Linked DNA regions of Mus musculus: all the other regions are linked to region 1. A link is a contact called in public promoter capture Hi-C data. All regions are on one chromosome and are shown on one strand. The core of a region is the stretch at or near the end of the contact, and the rest is flanking DNA. Distances in the headings are between cores, read along the strand shown. Region 1 holds the start of Stk25 (serine/threonine kinase 25 (yeast)). Region 2 holds the start of Psmd1 (proteasome (prosome, macropain) 26S subunit, non-ATPase, 1). Region 3 holds the start of Ptma (prothymosin alpha).

The links. Promoter capture Hi-C pulls out the DNA fragments that hold promoters and counts their contacts.
Region 2: a promoter capture Hi-C map of pre-B cells shows a contact between it and region 1. The contact joins the promoter of Psmd1 here to the promoter of Stk25 in region 1. A contact is called at or near these places in 1 of 39 promoter capture datasets (pre-B cells) and 1 of 484 Hi-C or Micro-C datasets (CD4 T cells).
Region 3: a contact with region 1 is called in a promoter capture Hi-C map of cranial neural crest. The contact joins the promoter of Ptma here to the promoter of Stk25 in region 1.

Annotation. Positions count from the first base shown.
Region 1 is chr1:93,633,482-93,637,580 of GRCm38.p6, forward strand. Stk25 (serine/threonine kinase 25 (yeast)) reads right to left here and starts at 2,246. Exons shown (of 12, transcript NM_021537.3): 1 at 2,066-2,246; 2 at 1,817-1,902. The coding sequence starts at 1,846.
Region 2 is chr1:86,062,244-86,066,342 of GRCm38.p6, forward strand. Psmd1 (proteasome (prosome, macropain) 26S subunit, non-ATPase, 1) reads left to right here and starts at 2,376. Exons shown (of 25, transcript NM_027357.2): 1 at 2,376-2,562. The coding sequence starts at 2,547.
Region 3 is chr1:86,524,287-86,528,385 of GRCm38.p6, forward strand. It overlaps Ptma (prothymosin alpha), which reads left to right and starts at 2,271. Exons shown (of 5, transcript NM_008972.3): 1 at 2,271-2,664. The coding sequence starts at 2,620.

The DNA.
Region 1 (4,099 bases), core at 996-3,495:
TCAGCCATACTGAGAATTCTTAATTGCTCTCTTCTGGGGGAACCTAGAATCAGAACTTGTCCACTACAGTAGCCGAAGAAGGATACTTCAGGCCAGGTATTCACTCACACTGCCTCAGAGGAAAAGAAAATAACAGATCCCAAAGCCAGAGTTCTAGACTTTGTGCAAGGAAGGTGGGAACCCTAGTCTTCAAAGTCTACGTTTTTTGGGTACCTATAGCTGTGAACCAGTCAGCCTAAGAAACAGTATGATAGGAGCCTTTCTGGCATGGTCTCTGTATTTACACCTTTGAAGCAGCCCTAGTCCCAAACCCAGCCAATCACAGACAGCTAGCATGCTGATCTGGGTGGCTCAGATTTCTCTTCTGGACAGAATGTGTTATGAACCATCACTCAAGCCATCTAACTTACTCTGAACAACTGAGACCCATTCGCTCTCCATTCCATCCTAGGGATATTATACTTACAGCCTCTGGCCTTTCTGCCAACATGCCTGCTGTGTATCACCTCTCCAAAACAAGAGGAACAACTCAGCACACATCCTCCCTCATCTACCACACACAGTCACACAGTGCTTGCCCAGAACCATCTGGTCCTTCCAGAGATGGGCAGGAACAGGCCGGGTAAAAGGTAATCTAAGGCAGAAGCACAGGCTACAGGGGGAAAGTACAAGCCTTATCACACAAAAGGAGCAATTTCATAGGACTCTATGGCAGCCATCTTGGGAGAAAGCAGCCCTACAAAGGTTTTGTGTCACTTTCAGAAGCCAAGTATGTCTAGGCTGGACACAGGCCCCTAAAAAGACAAAAAGGGTGTTTTCTCTTTGAGAAAGGTCCCCTAGCCATCATTACTGTACTCCTTCGCAATTCATAGCTCCAATTTGTCATCCTGGGACCTTCATAAGCTAAGCTTAAGTCTCTTAAAAATAAACTAGAGGCAGATTTTTTTTCTCTCTCTCTTAGTATGTTATATAATTAGAGGCGAAATGTCAAAATGTATTAAAAATGTGTTAGCTTAATTCAGCATCAGTTAGCAAGCTCGGGATCCCATCTGTGACAGCTGGGCCAAAAGCCCTCCCCAACAGCTGTGAGTAGTCTTCCAGGCTGGTTTGGTTTCCTCCAAGGAGCCCTGCCTCCAATTCCTGCCCACAAGCAGCGGACGGACATGCTTCCTGTCTACACAACCAGTTCTCAAGGATGCAGGGAGAAGGGGGGTCAGGGTGGGGTGGGGTGAGCGGCTGCACTGTCCTCAGGAACTGATTCCTTCACTGTGCAACTGTCAAGCCTAAGCCTATCTAAACCAAGCCCTTAAAACGCAAATCCCACAGCTAAAGCCAGAGGAAAATCAGCCGCCAAGGCAGCTCATTCCACTTCACTAGCTGTCTGTCATATTGCTCTGAAATAACAACACCACAAATAAAATAAAGGCGAGAAAGGGGGTCCAGAGAGCAAACCACCGAACCCTCTGACCCTACGCAGCCCTCATCTCCTGTGCGGTCCCGTGTCGGGGTTCCATCCCGTTAGCCAAGGAAGGTGGAGTCCATCTTCTGGGAAGGTGCTCCGAGCCTGGGTCAAGCAGGTTGTGCCCAGGGCAGGTTCCTGCACCTGCCCCCAGCAGCTCCCGAGCAGAAGCGCTCGCCCCGCAGACGTTCCCTGGGGCTCACGTCTTCCGCAGGCGCTGGCTCGGCACAGGCCAGAGTTCCAACGGCCCCAAGACGCGCCCCGAGGCAGACGGCCTCCGCCCCTCTCCCGCCTCAAGTGGACAAATCCGCTCCACAGCGAACCACGGACTCGGGGCACGCCGACGCCCACACTCACCTGGTGCGCGAAGCCCCGGAGGTGAGCCATGTCCCCGCTGACGTGACCAGTCCGTCGCAGCCGCTCCGCCCGCTCGCCTCAAGCACCTGCGAGAAACCGCAGGCCGCTCGGTCAACAGTGGCCAGGGGGACCCGTTCCGTGGCGTCCCTCCACCCGCGACCTCCGGTCCCGCGCCCAGGGCCCCCGACCCGCCCTCAGGGCGTGCCCGGCCTCCCCAACATTCAGGCGAGGCCCGCTGGCAGCGCCCACCTCCGGGCGGCTCCATCTCGGACTCCGGGCCCGCTTCGCAGTCCCCACGGCGGCTCACACCGCAATTCGGTCTCCCGGAACGCCCAGGCCTCCCAGCCCGTGAGGTGGAGGCAGCGGCTCTGAGCAGGGCGTCGTGGCGAGCGCGAAGCTCTGTGGGACTAGGAGTCCCGCAGCCCGCCCCGTACCCCGGGCACGCAAAATTGAGACTACAAGTCCCAGCAGGCTGCGCGGTAGGATGAGGTGTTACGCAAGTGCTCCGGGGCCCTGATGGCGACAGACTACAAGTCCCAGGAGAACTTGCGGTGGGCGGTCAGTGGAGAGGCACAAATGCGCCACAGATTGGATCCGAACCTTGAGATATGCCCGAGCTGGGCTGCCCCTCCTGTCAGGCCGCGCGGTGACGGGTGCAGCGCGTGCGCAGTTGCCTTGACGTTTTCTAGGCTTTTTTTTCTCTTTTTTTTTCAGCCCTCCTCTCATTTTCCCAGTTCTGTTTGCCAAGCTTCTGAGACCCATACTGTGTGCCTGGAGTGCGAACCCACATTACCCTCATATCCTGGTGCTCCAGCTTTAACCGCAGTGTGACCTTCTTGTCTGCGCTTAGCAACACACACACACAAGGAGTACGCCCACGCGCGCCCTTAGAAAAGTCGCCCATTGTTGGACAAGTGCTTCTCTCCTGCCTCAGTTTCCCTATCTGAAAAGGTTTAATCGTAGGTCCCCAGGACATGACCTGGCGCTGGGAAGAGTTGTGTGGTCCAGCGGGGATTTCCAAAGGTTGGAAGATGCCTTTCATCCTGTGAATTCAGTATGAGTGACTAGTCAGCAATGTCCACTTCTATGCAGTCTCCTAGTGTTCCACGGGAGGGAGATTTGGCTCCATACTGTGTCCATTCCTATGACGGCTCAGTGCAAACCACCATAATGTCCCTACTCCCCAACTCATAAAGGCTTGTTGTTTCTGTTCTCTGGTGGATTTTCTTCCTGGGCACCATCCTGGAACCTTAAACCTTGCATGCAAGACCTTGCATCAGATTCTTTAACCGCCAAATTTTACTACATGTTGATTAGGTTTTCTTTGCTGTGTTTTTCCCCAGAAGAAAATAGACTTCCAGCAAACAGCCCTGCCCTGGATCCTGAAGCACCTTGGTTTCCTCCCCTCCCCCGCCCCAAGGCATCAACAATAGGGGCAAATATTTTTATTGCCCCTGAAAAAGATCATCTGTAGGATGGCCTTCAGCCTACCTATCCCTCCTATAGAAAAGTCTGAAATTAGGCAAGGCCAACTCTATTAAGACTTATTTATGTACATATATGTGTATGTTAAATGTGAACAGGAACCTACTGAGATCTGAAAAGGCCTGGATCTGGAGTTGCAGAGGGTCATATGCTGAATGGCATGGGTGCTAGAACTAAATTCTGGTCCTCTGGAAGAGCAACAAGAATTCTTAATGATTGAGGAATCTCTGTAGGCCTTTATTTTTGATTTTTAAGACAGGACCTCATTCTGTAGCCTAGGCTGGCTTAAAACTCTCTATGTGGCCCTTTTTGGCCTCAAATTCACAGCAGTTCTGCCTCTGCCTCTGCCTCTGCCTCTGCCTCTGCCTCTGCCTCTGCCTCTGCCTCTGCCTCTGCCTCTGCCTCTGCCTCTGCCTCTGCCTCTGCCTCTGCCTCTGCCTCTGCCTCTGCCTCTGCCTCTGCCTCTGCCTCCCAAATGCTGGGGTTATCCATATGAACCATCAGACTTCATGTGAAAAGCCCTACTCATGAGATTAAACTTCGTATTGGTTTATTGCTTTGTTCTTGGGTCAAATAGATATTGAAGAGTTGTTGGCTGTTTAGGAAGACTTCCATGTAGTTTATCTATAAAACACTTCCCAAGGGTCTGGAGAGATTTTCTTTTCAGCTGTTAAGAGCACTGGAGACTTTTGCATAGGAACCAGGCTTGGTTCCCAGCACCCACATGGTGGCTCTCAACTATTGGTCACTCCAATTTCAGGGGATCCGAGTCCTCTTCTGGCCTCTGTGGGCATCAGG
Region 2 (4,099 bases), core at 1,126-3,625, 7.6 Mb before region 1:
GGTTTGGTTCCCAGCACCCACATGTGGCTTACAACCATCAAGGGACCTGATGCTCACTTTTGGTTTCCAAGGGCAGTAGGCATGCATGTGGTACAGGGACATGGACAGACGGACACACAGACACACGGACACATGGACACACAGACACACACATACATCATCCATATACATAATTTTTTAGTTAAAGAAGAGAGTAAGTAAAAGTCACAACTGTCATTTCAAAATCCTGAAGATACATTAGGAACTTTTTGCTAGGAGGAGAACAGAATATACAGCATTGTTTCTTCCTTTGACATTTTTTTCCTATATATTATCACATACTTCTGTTTTTGCTTTGTTTTTTAATATTTCTGTGTTTTTAATTTATGTATTTGTTTAATGTATGAATGTTCTGTCTGCATGTACACCTGCATGCCAGAAGAGGGCATCAGATCCCTTTATAGATGGTTGTAAGCCACCATGTGCGATTGCTGGAAATTAAACTCAGGACTTCCGGAAGAGCAGCTGAGCCATCTCACCAGCCCGTTGTTTTGTTTTTTTGAGACAGGGTCTCTCTACATAGCACTGGCTGTCCTGGAATTCACTATAGACCAGACTGACCTTGAATTCACAGAGCTCCCTGGCCTCTGCCTTCTGAATGATCGACCACACCCGGCCAGACTTCTGCCTTTTGAAACGTAAAATGTACAGTATTAGCAGTTCCAGGTGTCAAGTTTTAAGTCTTATGGGGGTTCTGGATGTAGTTCAGTTAAAGTGTTGCTTATCTAGCATGCATGAGACCCTGGTTCAGTTGTCAGCGCTGCAAAAAACAGATATTGTGGTGCACACCTGTAATCCCCCGCATTCCCCAATCAGACCTTGATCAGAAGTTCCAGGACCTCCCAGCTACAAAGAAAGCTTGCAGACCACCTGGGCTATTGTATAGGATCCCCCACCCCATTCTCATTGTTTATTTATGATAGACTAGTTCATTCATTATCATAATAAAGTACTGTGAAGTTTTTGTATTTTAGAGACAGGCTTTCTATTTTTAAAGAGGTATTTATTACTTATTTGTGTGTGTCTATGTGCCCATGAGTATAGGTACCTGTGGAGGCCAAAAGAGAGCATCAAACCCCCTGGAGCTGGAGTTACAAGTAGTTGTGAGCTACTCGATGTGGGTGCTCAGAATTGTACTTGGGTTCTCTGGAAGCTTAACCACTAAAGGCAACTCTCCGAACTGCCACCAACCCAGCCTTTTTAAGACAGGGTCTCACAATTGACTCCTCCTTCACTAGAATTCACTATGGAGATGAGGCTGGCCTGGAACTCACAGAGATCTGCCTACCATTGCCTCCCAAGGGGTGTACCACCATGTTTGACACCTGGACAGTCTATTTTTGTGTATGTTCATATTTGGGGGGAGGGGGGCCTTCGCTGGATGAGGCTGTACGAAAGACACAGGCATGGAGGCAAGTTTGTGTCAAACATATACACATGTATATGTATATACACATATATACACATATACGCAAGTAGGCCGGAGGTTGACATTGGGTGTCTTCCTCAATTGCTCTCCCACTCTTCCTTCCCTACCCCCACACTCCTCAAGGTCTTACTTTGTAGCTCTGGCTGTCCTGGAACCCACTTGTAGGCCAGGCTGGCCTTAAATCCACAGAGATCTTCCTGCCTTTTCCTCTGCTTCTTGAGTGCTGTGATTAAGGTGTGAACCACAACACCCAGCCACTTTATTTTTTGGAAACAAGAGTCTCTTACTAGACCAGGAGCTCACCAACCGGCTACACAGGCCGGCCAGCAAGCCCCAGATATCCACCTGCCTTCACCTCCCCCAGCACTGGGTTTACACCGGCCACTGGGAATCCTAACTCAACTTCAGGTCTTCATGCTTTTATGGCAACCACTTAAGCGACCAAGTCGCCTTTCCAGCATTATCCCACCACCACCTTCCCCTACTTTGATAGCAGATCTTTTATAGCCCAGGCTGGCCTCGAATTCAAGATCCTTCTGCCTCAGTCGCTTTTCTAAGAAAATACTTCCCTGTAGTCTTGGGTTGGTGGGCATTATTGCAGTGAGACCTCCATAGCCTTAGGTGGCGCTGCGAGCAATGCTTATACCTCCCCTAACACTCATTCTCTTAGCAATGGCGGGTGATGAGTGGGCCTCTCTTTGCAAGGGTGTCTATTTTGAAGCCTGATTGCAACTAGAAATGAATGTCCGTTCGCAGCCGGCCAGATCTCTGACTTCACGGAGAGTTATAAAAAACAACGACATGTTTTTTTACCTTGTTGCATGATCTCGAGAGGCGGAAGCTGCATAAAAGACACAGCGTGGCGGTGAATTTGAGCCAAGCCTCAGGCGGAGATGCGGGCAGCCCTAGGGCGGGCGGGGTCCTCGGCTAGAAGCGAGCCGGCGGCCTGTGGAGGGGACTGACTGAGCAGCGCACCCGGGACCCTGGAGGTGCGGTAGAGCAAGCGGGCCCTGAGCTGACAGATCCAGGGCTTGGCCAGGACTGTGGACGAGTGGATCGGCGAGTGCAGGGCGCAGCCATGATCACTTCAGCCGGTGAGTGCTGCCGGGAGCAGGCGCCCCAGTGAGGAGCCGCCGCCGCGCCGGCGTTTAGCTGAGTCAGGGCGGGTGACTGGGCACCTCCGGGTCGAGCGCCGGCCTGCGAGGCCCCTCTGCCCGAGGCCCACCTCGGGGATCGAGGGCTGGGAAACTGGCCAGGTCACTGCAGGCCCCTGGGGTTCGTAGGAATAGGACCAGGTAGCCACCCGGCCGTCCCTCTCCAGCCACACCCCCGTTCCAGGACCAGACCGGGCTCCTAGGCGGTCGCTGGACCTTTATTCTCTGTCCGCTTCTTGGTCGAGTGACCCCCCAATCCTTCCCCGCAGGTGTTTCGGTTTGGGATGGGCCCCGGTGTCATCGTAAGCATCTTATAGCAGGTCCTGGCCTGGCAGCCTAACTGCTACACTAAGTGCTTCTGGCTTGTGCATGAGATATCTTCTCCTGGAAGTCCGAAATTAGGTTTGAGGTGGCTGGGTTTTTGGTGCTACCGTATTCACCTAAGAACCTCGTTCAGTGAAGGCAGCATTGACTGGAGAGCCACCTTACTGTGTGTGTTTAGATCCTCAGGACTGCAAAGCAGGTTTCGCACACTTGTATGGTAGATACTTGTAATGGCTTTTGAAATGGGAAGGTGTGGAGGGAGATGAACTTCTACATGGAGATTTTTCAAGCCCACTACAGACTTGAACTGCGTATAGCTGTTCCCAGTCTCGATGCTTTCTCAGCCCTGGCTGCTTGCGTACCCTTGCTTGGTTGTTATTCCTATTCTGTACTTGTTCTACAAGTATTTGATTTTGAACAAACGGGTTCTCAGTAGACAGTATGCTGTACGGTGGGGAGGGTCTCACTGTGTAGCTCTAGCTGTCCTCGAACTCACTGTGTAGACCAAGCTGACCTCAAACTCACAGAGATCTCCTGCCCCTGCTTCCTAAATACTAGGATTAAAAATGTGTAGTGTACTACTACACTCTGTGCTGGTTATTTTTAAACACGTGAAGAAGTGTTTGGACTTGAAGTTAGACTTTTGTCCTGATAGAGACAGATGATTGCAATGAATTTTAGTTCCCATCAAAAGAAGCATTTTCTTTTCTTTTTTCCAATTAGCTCTGGAGGAAAATACTAGATTTTTTGCCACTTGTAAGAATAGGCTTAGGCCCCGCCATTACCACTGGTCTTCAAAGTGGTGGCTTCACTGATCATAGTTGTGTGGGTGCTTAATAGAATACTGTTAGGGTGGACGCAGAGATAGCCACCTCATTTGGAATGTGGTCCAGGCCACCTTTGTCTCTTGCCTAGGCTATGAGCCTCAAGACTTTTCTTTTTTTTTCCCCAATACTTTGTCTAAGCTCATTCCTCTAGTTCCAAATTTGCTTTGGGAACTTTGTGTAGCATTTCTCATTCCCATTACATCGTAAACATGCTATACTTTTTGTTCGGCCTCTCTCCTACTTAAGAGTTCTTGTACATTCTGTTCCTACTCTAGCCTTTTCTCTCACGAGGTGTTGTAAATCTCCAGTGTTCATCTCGACTTTAT
Region 3 (4,099 bases), core at 1,021-3,520, 7.1 Mb before region 1:
AGGATAGCGGGAGCTCTGACCATGGCTTATTTGATAACTCTAACTTCCTTTCTAGAACCTATGGATTTTTTTTTCTTTGTATGAGCCAAACACTGTCATGAATACAGCAGGAGGTCCGTAAGCTTAGCTTGAACATAGATAGTGCTTCTACAACCAGATGCGTGGGCCTTCCTCCCTTATGGTAGAGGCACGGGCATGCACAAGACTAGATAAAGCAGTTCTTCTTCGAGGGAAGTTCATACTTATCCAGCTTCTCACTGATTGCCACCTTGCCTCCCTCAGCTCTCCCAATCCAGAACTCAGAAACCACAACTAAGATGTGGGTGGTATAGGCCAAGCTCTTTGTGCATCTGGGTTTTGTAGATGGAACAATCCTCTAGAGAATAACGGGAGCTTAATGGATAAGCACCAGGTAGAAAGCATCCTCCTTTCTGTTTATATTGAAGCACCGTCCCTCCCTATCTACAAAAAAGGGGTCTGGGCAGCTGCAGCTCAAAGGCCCTTCCCTGTTTAAGCTCCATATCCTCATCACAGTAAAGCCCGCTGGCGGGGGTGGGGCAGTTCGGACTCAGGCAGTTTGTGCAACCTAGGGCGCTGGGGCGCGATAACCGTCTCCGGCCATTAGTGTGCTCCGAGAAGAGCGAGACCCCGGGGGCCTTCACACCCTCCCTTGCCAGGGGCTGCCAGGACAGGAGCAACCGCTGGACAACGGGAGTGAGCGCAGGCCAAAGGGCGGCGGCAAGGCTTTCTCCTTAAAGGAAAAGCTCACACAGGCCCAAGCGGCTGGTGGCGGGACTGGCACGTGCGCGCGGGGATGCGGGCCGGCCACGTGCGGCTCGCGGGCCGACCCTGGGTCCAACTGCAACAGTTTCCCGACACTGCACGTTCCTCTCCTCTCCTCAAGCTCCGCATAGGGGCCTCCGGGTGAGGATGGGCCCAAACGCCGGGGGTGAGCCATAAGGGCAGTTCAGTCTCCTCGCCTCGACCTCAAAGCTCTAAGGGACTTGGCACCCATTCACCCTCCCCGATTCAAGACTCCGGGTTTTCCTCACTCCCGATTCCACGGCCCCCAGGAGACAGACAGCAGGAATGACCAATGGCAGGGCGCAAAGCGTCAACTTTGTGTTCGCCCGCCACTCTCAGCCAGTGTGTGCGGGTTTCTCCCAAGTCCCGCCTTCCGTGTCGGGCGCCCCCTCCTGGCGACACACAGTCGGACGCTATCTGCCGCCATCTTGAGTGTGGCGAAGTCGTTTCTCCGAACCCGTTTATAGCCATTCTGGTCGCTCTTCTCACAGGGCAAATTCCTTAGTTCGACAGCCAAGTGAGACAGCGCTAAAAATGGAGTAATATAGTATTTTGAAGTTGTTCGCGTGAGCCGAGTCGCCACGTCACGCCACGCTTGCCGAGTCCAACGCCATCTTGAGTGTGGCGTCTTTATGGTTTTTCTTTTCTCAGGCTCCGCGTGGTACCGTAAATGGCTCAAGTTTGAAGGAACCCCTTCAAGGACTAGTCCTAATGGCCGGGGAGACAAGTTTCTCCCAGTTGCACACTGTTCATATGCCCACTGGAGCCTGCAAAATGTTAGGGGAGAGGGGTAAACTCGATGGCCGGGCGGGGCTCTGGATGATGTTAAGAGCTGTCGCGACGGCAGTGACCTCTTACAGCAGACGCTGACCAGAGAGCCCTGAGGCGCGACACCGCCTTGTGGCGTGAGGCCCCAGGCCTGTCTCGCTCGAGGACACCGGGACTTTCGCATGAGTCCCCCCAAGTGTGCAGGGCGCGAGGCCCACTCCGGAGCTGACCCTGGACGGCGGGACAGTGGTGGGCGGTGGGGATCACTAGTGTCATCGAGGCGGAGGGAAAGGAGGACGGGGCGGAAGGTGCGAGTCACAGTCACCCCGTTGTGTGGACTGATGTTCACTTGAACTGGGACAACTTGCTCTTCGGTGCGGGCAGGTCCCGGGCGCGGGAACCACGCGGGACACCGCCCGGGGCAAGCGCCGCCCATCGCTCGCCTTCCCCTCCCCCTCCCCCTGGCGGGCAGTGCTCCCGCTCCCCCTCCTCCCTCCCTCCCCCTCCTTCTTCCGAGCAGTCGCGAGGGAGGGGGAGGACCGGGGCTGGGCGGGCAGCTTTGCCGCGCTTTAGCTTTCTGCGTCAGAGGCCTTAGCAAAACAGCTGCGGGAGCGCGCACGCGCGCGACCCCCCTCCGGCGTGGCGAGACCCAACAAAATTCAACACTCTGAATGACAGTGCGGCGGGGGACTGCGCAGCGCGCGCCAAGCCGAGGCACTGCCGCTTTAAGCTCACTTGCCCATTGTTCGGAATCGAGCCAATGAGAGGACGCCCGCTCCCTGCGCTCAGCCAATAGCGCCGGGACTAGGGTGGCTGAGCACCGCCCACTAATCTATATTAAAGCTTCTGGCGCCGCGTGAGTCCCCCACTGGCTGCTCCGAAAAGCCATCTTTGCATTGTTCCTGGGTCGTGCTCCGCGCTCGCTGCAGCCACCTTCGCCGCCCACCGCCTCCTCCAGCGCGGACTCCGGCAGCTCTCTCGCCAGAGTCCTCGAACTCGACTTTTAATTCCCTCACTCGCGGCATCGGACCACCGGCGTGCCCCACCATGTCAGACGCGGCAGTGGATACCAGCTCCGAGATCACCACCAAGGTGAGGCTGGACGCCGCCCGCCCCCTCGGGGTCTGCGCGCCGTCGCCCGGGCGGCGTTGGGGCGCGTGGTTGCGGGCTTTCAGGAAAGCATCACGCAAACGCTTTTCCAGGCGACCCCGCCACCCTCCAGCGGCGCGATGGCCCCGGGCAACACTCTTTGTGTGCGGGGGAGGGGGCGCGAAGCGGCGCGGGCATTGGTGCCGCCGTCGGGAGCTGGCCGATGGCCTGGGGTCGCCTCGGAACTCGGACGCAAACGGGGAGGGCCGAGACGCGGATTCTCGAAACTTGTTTGCGAATGGTTTGAGCGCTCTCGGGGCCGGGGTCGCGGGGCCGCGGCGCACGGAAATAACTTTGAAACTCCGGCGCGTCCGCAGTCGGAAGTGTGGGGGGCGCGTGTGCGGCGCCGGCGAGCTGAGGGCGCCCGCGGCCGAGTCGCTCTTTGTTAGGCGCCCGGGTTCGCGCCCTATAGCGGGCCGGCCACCGGTTATCCGGGATGACGCGGATGGGGCGGCGTGCTGCGCTGGGGGGATTCTGACCGCGACACCTAAGGGTCTGGTCCGCAGCCACGGGTGAACGCGGGTGGTCGTGTTTGTCCCCGCGGCGGCGGACCTCGTCGCAGGGTCAGTCATTGCTGACGGGGTTGGGCCCGGGCGGCGAGCCCACGCGAGAGGGGGAGGAAATAGAAAGTGAAGCTGCGGAGCGGCTGGACGCCCCCCCACGGCTCCCCAGCTGCGGTGGTGCCGTGGCGGTCTAGAAGCCCGCGCAGCACCGCGGTCCTGGCTGGGGTCCTGAGGCAGGGGCTCGCCCTCCCGGTGGAGTCTTCTCCACCCTCAGCCGTGTTCGGTTCGGACTCGTTGCTTTCAAACACCTCGATGTTCGCACCCCGCTTGTCCCGCAGTGGGGACTCAGTCCCAGTCGCCTTGTTTCTTTAAACTCCCGTGGCTCGCCATCTCCCTCGGCTGGTGCGACCCCGTGCAGAGCGCGCTCTGGAGCGATGCCCGCCACCGCTGTAACACTTTGTAGCAAGCATGGTCCCACCTCCGCCCTCGGCGGGAGTCTCAGGTGAATTCCCGCGAGGTCCAGCGCTCCTAGGGAGCGCCCCCCCCGAAGGTCTCGAGGGTCGGAGCCGAGGAGCTCCGAGTCCCTGGTGACCTACCGCGAGAGCTTGGCGCCAAAATCGGAGCCGGAAGCCGCGTGTTGCCCCTCACAGGCAGGACCCCAGGGGGCAGCACGGAGCGGGCTTTCTCCAGTGGGTGACTCCGCTCCCCTGGATGAAAGCGGACCTCGGGTCTCCAGGGCACAGGGCGCACTTGGCGCCCCGGGCCACGTGCTCTTTGCGCGCGGTGCGTGCAAGAGGCTCGCGCGCGTAGTTCGCTGGGTGAGCTATGCGCCTGCGCACCGCTGCCACCCCGCCCCCACTCACTCCCCCGGGCTT